Regions from separate parts of the Zea mays genome. Here region 1 is linked to region 2. A link is a contact called in public Hi-C data. All regions are on one chromosome and are shown on one strand. Each heading gives the region's core, a stretch centred on a gene start, on an enhancer-like site or on the middle of the called end of the contact. The rest is flanking DNA. Distances are from core to core; before and after follow the strand shown.

Region 1 (3,452 bases), core at 236-2,735, 190 kb before region 2:
CCAGGTCGGGCGAGGCGGAGACTTCTCCTGAGGCTGAGGTTGGGCTCGGGCGAGGTTGTGACTCCTCCCGAGCCCGAGGCTGAGGCCGAGGCCTGGGGTCAGGCGAGGCGGAGATCTTCTTCCGAGGCCGAGGCCTGAGATCGGGCGAGGCGGAGCTCCCTGTTGTGCCCGAGGCCAAACTCGTGGAAGATCGTGACTCCGTTTTATCCTGGTGGTTGGCACAGTAGCCGGAGCGGGGCGAACAACGCTGTTTTCCTGTCAGATCGGTCAGTAAAGGGTCGAAGTGACTGCGGTCACTTCGACCTTGCCGACTGAGGCACGCGTGTCGGGATAAGGTGTCAGGCGATCCCCGCATTAAATGCGCATGCGATACGGTCGGCTGGTAAGGCGATTTGGCCAAGGTCGCTGCACGACAAAGTCTGTCGAAGCTAGGCTTCAGGCGAGCCGAGGGTGCGCTAGCTCATCGCCTGAGGGGACCCTCGGGCGAGGCGTGAATCCGTCCGGGACTACTGTTCCCGCCCGAGGCCGAGGCTGGGCTCGGATGAGGTCGCGTCCCTCGGTAAATGTGACCTTGACTTGAACCGTGCTTTATCAGCCGTGTATGGTTTATTCTGAAGATGTTTTTCGGCCGCGTTTAGGAGTATTAGGGGTACCCCTAATTACGGTACCCGACAATGATTTCTATAGTTAATTATCTTTTATATGTCATCGTCATAATGTTAATTTATGGAATTAAAATGATATGGAAAATGCCTATAATTCTAGCATATTGTCATGAGATTTTTATGGTGACCAGAATGGTACCCCATCGTACGTATATATACCAACACGAGCATACAATGGAATTCCTGATGAACTGTGCAGGAACCCGATCATTTGCTACAGAAAGTAAAGGAAATTCCTTCTGAAATTGGCCCCGATCGAAGATAGCCAATGGTTAATAATCGGCTGGCCATCTTCTTCGGATAATCAGGTGTACACGTACGTACGTACTACTAGGTACAGTATCTTCGTCGTGGTGTGATCTTGGCGATCGAACAGGGGCAGCTAGTGCATGCTGCATGCATCAGTCGTCCTGCAGAATCCTCCGCTTGAGCATCTCGGCGCGCAGGTCGGCGGCGTCCACCTCCTTCGTGCCGGTGACCGGACGGTAGTATCCGGTCTCGGGGTCAGGTTCCCAGAACGCCGTCTTCTCCTCCGTCGTGGTGGCCATGGCGCTGGCGATGTCCTTGGCCACCGTGCCCAGCTTCACCGCCTTCTCCTCCACCTTCTTCACGGACTCCGCCGCCACCGTCATCGCTGCGGAGAGCCCCCTCCTGGATACATAGCTGGACGCGGCACGCGCCATCCGGTCGTGATGCTGACGACGTACGACTTGATCGGTTCCCTGTTCTCGATCGGTGCCCGACGGACTGCACGTCTCGCCTTCTTCTCCTCTCGACCTTCTAGGAGAAATGAAGGCCCACGACGACGACCCAAGAGCACACGCTAATACTATAATACTCTTACTATATATATATAGAAGCAACAAAAAAAAAAGGGGATAGAACCTAATAATGAGCAATGGCAATGGGAGGTTGTCAGAACTTGCCGGAAGGCACGTTTTGTCACATGCATAGCGGGGTTTCTTCTGTTTTTAGGAAGGAAAGAGCATGATGATGGAACATATCCCTTCACCGCCGTCTACTATTTCGTGGGAATAGGCCTTCTCCTTAGATGGGCCTTCCAGATATCAACGGCCCAAAGAGTTTTTTTATTTCATTTCGTGAAAGCTGAATGATTTAGGGTTTTTTTGTTTGTGTGACAAATTAGGCAGCGAACCAAACAGCTCCTTACTATTTCACTGGTGTGCTCTGCGCTGAGGCAACACCACTGAAATATTATTAGAGAGAATAAAACCCTCAATCGGGAAATCTTGAGACGAGTGAAGCTCGAACCTAGGACCTGTCGTTCTGCCACCGGAGAACGGACCAACCGAGCTAAGGCTCTGTGCTCATCTTATAGGAGAAGTTAGGTCAAAGCAACTCGATTTTTAAGAAACTGGTTTTTATCTCTTATTTAGAAGAGGTCAGTTTTTTAGTTTTTAAGAAACTGTAAATCTAATTTCTATAAACTAAAGCATAAACTATTATATTTAGAACCACCTCAATTTTCATAAACTAGTTTCTTGAAAACCGGACGCTTTCAAACAAGTCCTTAGTTGAACATTTAGCTAGCTAAAAATTGAATCGAGGAGGATACAAACTATCTGTGTTGGGCTTCAGACTCATACATGAGCCACGCTTGTCTTCCGGTCCAGAAAAGTAAGAGAGAGAGAGGTGTTGCAACAAGGGATTGAGGTCCAATGTAGCTGCTATGGTTTACTGCTACTGCCAATTTAATCAGTTCATCCTTTTCAGTCATCCAAACTCCAAAGAGTATCCAACAACCCCAAAGCAATTTCTTTAATCTTCATCTCTCCTTTGGTCCTCCTAACTTGCTCAGCTAGCTAAGCATGGCGTTTGTGGTTAGAGAAGGAACCGATAGTAGAAAAATCTTCGTGCTCGCACCCCTCCTACGCGCCCAGGGAAGAAGCTACGACTGAATCAAACTCTAGTCGATCAGCTTAGAGAGGAGAAGGGAACAAAGCGATCCTCTGCTGATTCATGTTATACAAAAGTTTACCTATATATAATATATAAAAAAGCGTAGCAATATGCGGCCACCTAACTAGTACACATAATATGTTTACTAAGGGAGGGTCAAAAGGGATTTTCAGTGTCGATTAAAACACACTATTATTCTATCGACTATAATGATATTAAGATTATAGTGTCAAGCATTTAAGAGCATCTTCATTAGTTCCCTAAAAAAAATGCTCAGATTTAGCAAGTTGCTAAATATATATTACTTATTACTTGCACCTTTAAATTTGGTTTCATTTGTGTAATAAAGTTCAATAATTAGTCTTCTCTGTTGATTACTATTTTCATTTAGCATGAATCACGGTCGCTCATTTTTATTTAATTTTTTGGATGTCATCTTTAGACTTGTCAAACAGGGATGATGAATTTATCATTTCCGTAGCTCAAATTATTCAAAGTACATTACTTGTACCGAGCGCGAACTCGATGGTAGATATATGATTTTATAGTGCGATTGACACATGAAATGAGTTACTGGGCGTGCCAAACACATTCCTAAATCTGTGGACTAAATAAGGATATTAAAAATTAGTATATTTGTGGACCTCATTTAAGAAACTATTGGAGCATGTTCTCTGATTAATAACACTCTAAATTAAATTTATGGACTTTTACCGGAACTGGTGAAGATGCTCTAATCATTCATAAAAAGTATTCTTAGGGATGGTTTTGTTAATATCTATGCAGTCAAAAATGATATTTTCAGGGGGGCGGTTGCAACAAGAGAACCGTCCTTAAAAATCAAAATTTCAGCGGCGGTTTCGTACG
Region 2 (3,652 bases), core at 905-3,404:
ATGCAGAGACCGTGGTAATTCCTTCAGGATCAACCGAATGGTTCGTTCTATCCTGCAACGATGCCAGATTCACCTTCAGTTCTCAAATGGAGGCCAGATCAACTCTTGTATGCACATACAACAACGTGTGAAGACAATGTATACATCATATGGCACTTACCTCCGAAGAACTCAACCATCTCGAAATGACAGAGCTTCCAGATCTTCCTGCCTGAAGATACCTGCTCATGGAAGTATATATCTTCAGAGTTCTTAGAGTCACACAACTGTGTGCCTTTCTTTTCTATATGCCTACAGATAGTAGCAGCAACTAGCAAGCACTACTATAGACAGGGTGTATTGAGTACTGACAATGTAGCAACTACACTGACAGCATGATTTCACCTATTGGCTATTTAAACTATATACATAGCAGTAGGCAATGCAGCAGGACTGAAGATGATCTCTCTAGATGGTGCTATCATTCTGCAGGCAGGCAGGCATCTGCAGTGGACCAGGATGGTTTAGTGTACATGCTTGTCTCAAGCCGGAAGTGGAGAATGTTTGCTCCCCCGGCTTTGCTTTGCTTTGCTTTGCTTCAGGGGTATGAGCCCAGGGAATGTGAAGATAACATTGGCCAAAAAGGTGTGTGGCATTTTGCCTTTAGCTTCCCTTTTGGAAAAGAGAGAGCGCCGATCTTTCCTATTTTGCCTAATTGGACTCTCTGGAATGTGCGGACTTTCGCTTCACATGGACTATGCAAAGATATTTCCTTTTTTCTGTTTCAGAAAACGAGAATTAAGCATTCAAGGAAAAAGGGCATCTCTTGTTTTGGTTTGGATTAAGGAATTAGTGTAGCTCTTGCTCATAAATTGAGATTTTGCAGCCTTTAAGGTTTTATTGCAATATTTTCTATATTATCAGCAAAACACATCGACGACCTTCATATGTATAAAAAAATATCATTTGTTTTTTTGCTTGAAAAACCATGGTGGGAAATCAGCATGGAGAAAAGGGCCTAAAAAAAAAGGTGACATGGAGATGGAGAAAAGGCATGCATAGCAAGAAAAAAAAAACTTTAACAGCCCTCTTCAGCACATCACAATAATAATCATTGCGGCCTGTCATGAAAAGTCATCCCTTTTCAATTTCCAGTGGCCTGATGAGCGTGCCATGCCCATGCAGCGACGGCGTCACTCACAAGTGGAGCATGCCGTTATAACTGCCGCGGTAAAGTAGTTCCCTGTTCTGTTCTTACTCACCCGCCATTTTGCTCCGGCGCGGCGGCCACCACCTTGTAGTACATGAGCCAGTCCTTGTAACGCCTGGCCGCGCGCCGCGCCGCGTCCTCTTCGCCGGCGCCGCCGGCCCTGGCGAGCACGCCGTCGTCGAACAGCCCCTCCCAGAGCGCGCGTGGCGCGAGCCCGGCGCGGCGGGCGCCGTCCTCGCGGCCAGCGGCCACCGCGGCTGGGCACACGGCGACGGCCTGCAGGAGGTCCATGGACATCTGCCACGCGTCCCCCTGGGCGCACCGCACGAGCGCGAGGTAGAAGTAGGCGCACGCGGCGACGCGGCGGTTGTCCAGCCCCGCCGTCTCGCCGTGCTCCGGCAGCAGCGCGGGGGCCTGCAGCGCCTCCTCGACGCCCGCCAGGCAGACGGCCGCCGCGCCGTCGACGGGGGACGGGAGGAGCGCGTCGATGGAGCCGTGGAGCGCGGCGAGGACGGCGTCGTCTTCGTTCTCCTCCTCCTCCTGCGCTCCGGAGAGGTTTTTACGACAATGGTGCCGCCGTGGGGGCGTGAGCAGAGCGAGACAGCGGCGGCGCGTGGCGTGGAGCGCGGCGGGGTCGGCGAGGAGCGCGCGCAGGTGGTGGTGGAGGAAGGCGATGAGGGAGTCCATGCAAGTGCGCGGCAGCACCGCCGCTGGCGCCGTCGGCATTGTGTCGCCGCAATGCCGGTGCTTAGAAGCAAGCTCTTTCGTCGTCACCAATCACCACCACCAGGAACAGGAGGATGTGGTGCCGTGGGTGAAGCCTGGTTGCAGTGGCTCATGCCAATCTTGGTCTGGTATGGGGAGCGACTGGTCCCTGTCCGTCCTCTCTTGACTTCATGGAGCAAGCTAGTAGTAGAGAGAGATAGAGAGAGATTTGGGAGGTTATACATCTTCCCGTCCGTGAGGCGTGAGTAGGGATGGCAACGGGGAATTCCCCGTCGGGTTTTAGCTCCCCAAACCCGTCCCCGCGACGAAAAAATTTCCCCATGGGGATCCCCACGAATGCTTGCGGGGGACATTTCTTCCCCATCCCCGTTCCCCGCGGGGATAAATCCCCGTCGGGTATCCCCATCCCCATTTAAATTATAATTAAATCATACTTCATTTATTATTAATGTAAAACATTGTCACTTATACACATTGTTAGATGTAAAAATCATTATGTATGCATTAAAATCAATGTATTTGTACAATGAGTGATCTCCTGACAAGGTAATTCTGTATTTTTATCATTAACTATTACATGAAAACATTGTCACATGTAAGTTTAACGGGTCCCCGCAGGGAACGGGGATGGGGAATGCTTCCCCATCCCCGTCCCCGTTTACCCGTCGGGGGAGAATTTTCCCCCATTTACATCCCCGTGGGGGAAGGAACTCCCCCGTCCCCATCCCCTAATAGAGGAATTCTCCGCGGGGAATCGGGGATCGGGTCCCCATTGCCATCTCTAGGCGTGAGTGTCTGAGCGTTGTGAAGGCATTAATAATAATACTACTAAATCTAAGGCATTCAATGAGAAGTGGGGGTTTATTACTTCCCTCAGCCCGAGACAAAAGTTGTGGGAGAAAAATGTAGGAACATAAAAGCCATATGTCTTCCGTTTATGGTCCTGTTGACACAACTCTTGCTCATTAGAAAAACAGCTTATCTGAAAAATCAATAAAAATCAGTTTCTCTTTATTGACTGCTTTTAGTTTATTCTGCAGCTGAAATGATAAGCCGCCGCCTGCTGCAAAAACTACTTGTTTGATATATCTTCTGCTTAAACCTTTGAAGAGAAAATAAATTATGCCAAACATAGCCATATGCACGGGACAAGCGATTGTTATTACAAATGTTTTCTTAGACTAAATGTGTGTTTGAATGCACTAGAGCTAATAATTAGCAGCTAAATCAAACAGCTAGTTTAACCATTAACTACTTTCAGCAAATTAGCTAACAGTTAGCTAGCTAATTTCACTAGCAATTTTTTAGTCAACCAACTATTAACTCTAGTGCATTCAAACACCCCTAAAACTACAGTTTTAGTTTGGTGTAATTTTTTTTAAGAATAAAAAAACATGTTAGACAAAATCATGAACCCCACAAAAAAATTATCTATATATGTTTGGTATAGAGGCAATTTTAAAATGGTTAGGCACTACACAATTTCTTATATGCTCAACAGAATGGCATAACTGAGCGTTGGAACAGACTATCATATCTAAGGCACATTGCATGTTGTCTACTTCAGGTTTCAATATGTGCGTTTTATGATGAATCTGCTTCTACTTTTTGCTACCTTATTAATTAGTCACCCTGTATTACCATTGGTAAGAAAACTTTAATTGAGATATGCTCAGGTTCTCTATCGGATTATTAACAATTGAGAGTTTTTGGTTGTATTACTTATGCTCATGTTGA

The links. A called contact is a pair of places that touch in the nucleus more often than the background predicts.
Region 1: a Hi-C map of leaf shows a contact between it and region 2, with 4 times the contacts expected there. The contact joins the promoter of LOC103630228 here to the promoter of LOC103630225 in region 2. A contact is called at or near these places in 3 of 25 Hi-C or Micro-C datasets (ear, leaf and tassel).

What each region holds. Positions count from the first base shown.
Region 1 is chr6:149,410,560-149,414,011 of Zm-B73-REFERENCE-NAM-5.0, reverse strand. LOC103630228 (protein SENESCENCE-ASSOCIATED GENE 21, mitochondrial) reads right to left here and starts at 1,485. Exons shown (of 1, transcript XM_008651300.4): 1 at 781-1,485. The coding sequence starts at 1,348. The coding sequence ends at 1,067.
Region 2 is chr6:149,223,465-149,227,116 of Zm-B73-REFERENCE-NAM-5.0, reverse strand. LOC103630225 (putative E3 ubiquitin-protein ligase LIN-1) reads right to left here and starts at 2,154. Exons shown (of 17, transcript XM_008651295.4): 1 at 1,242-2,154; 2 at 161-221; 3 at 1-52. The coding sequence starts at 1,915. LOC103630224 (a long non-coding RNA gene) reads left to right here. Exons shown (of 4, transcript XR_002262876.3): 4 at 1-910.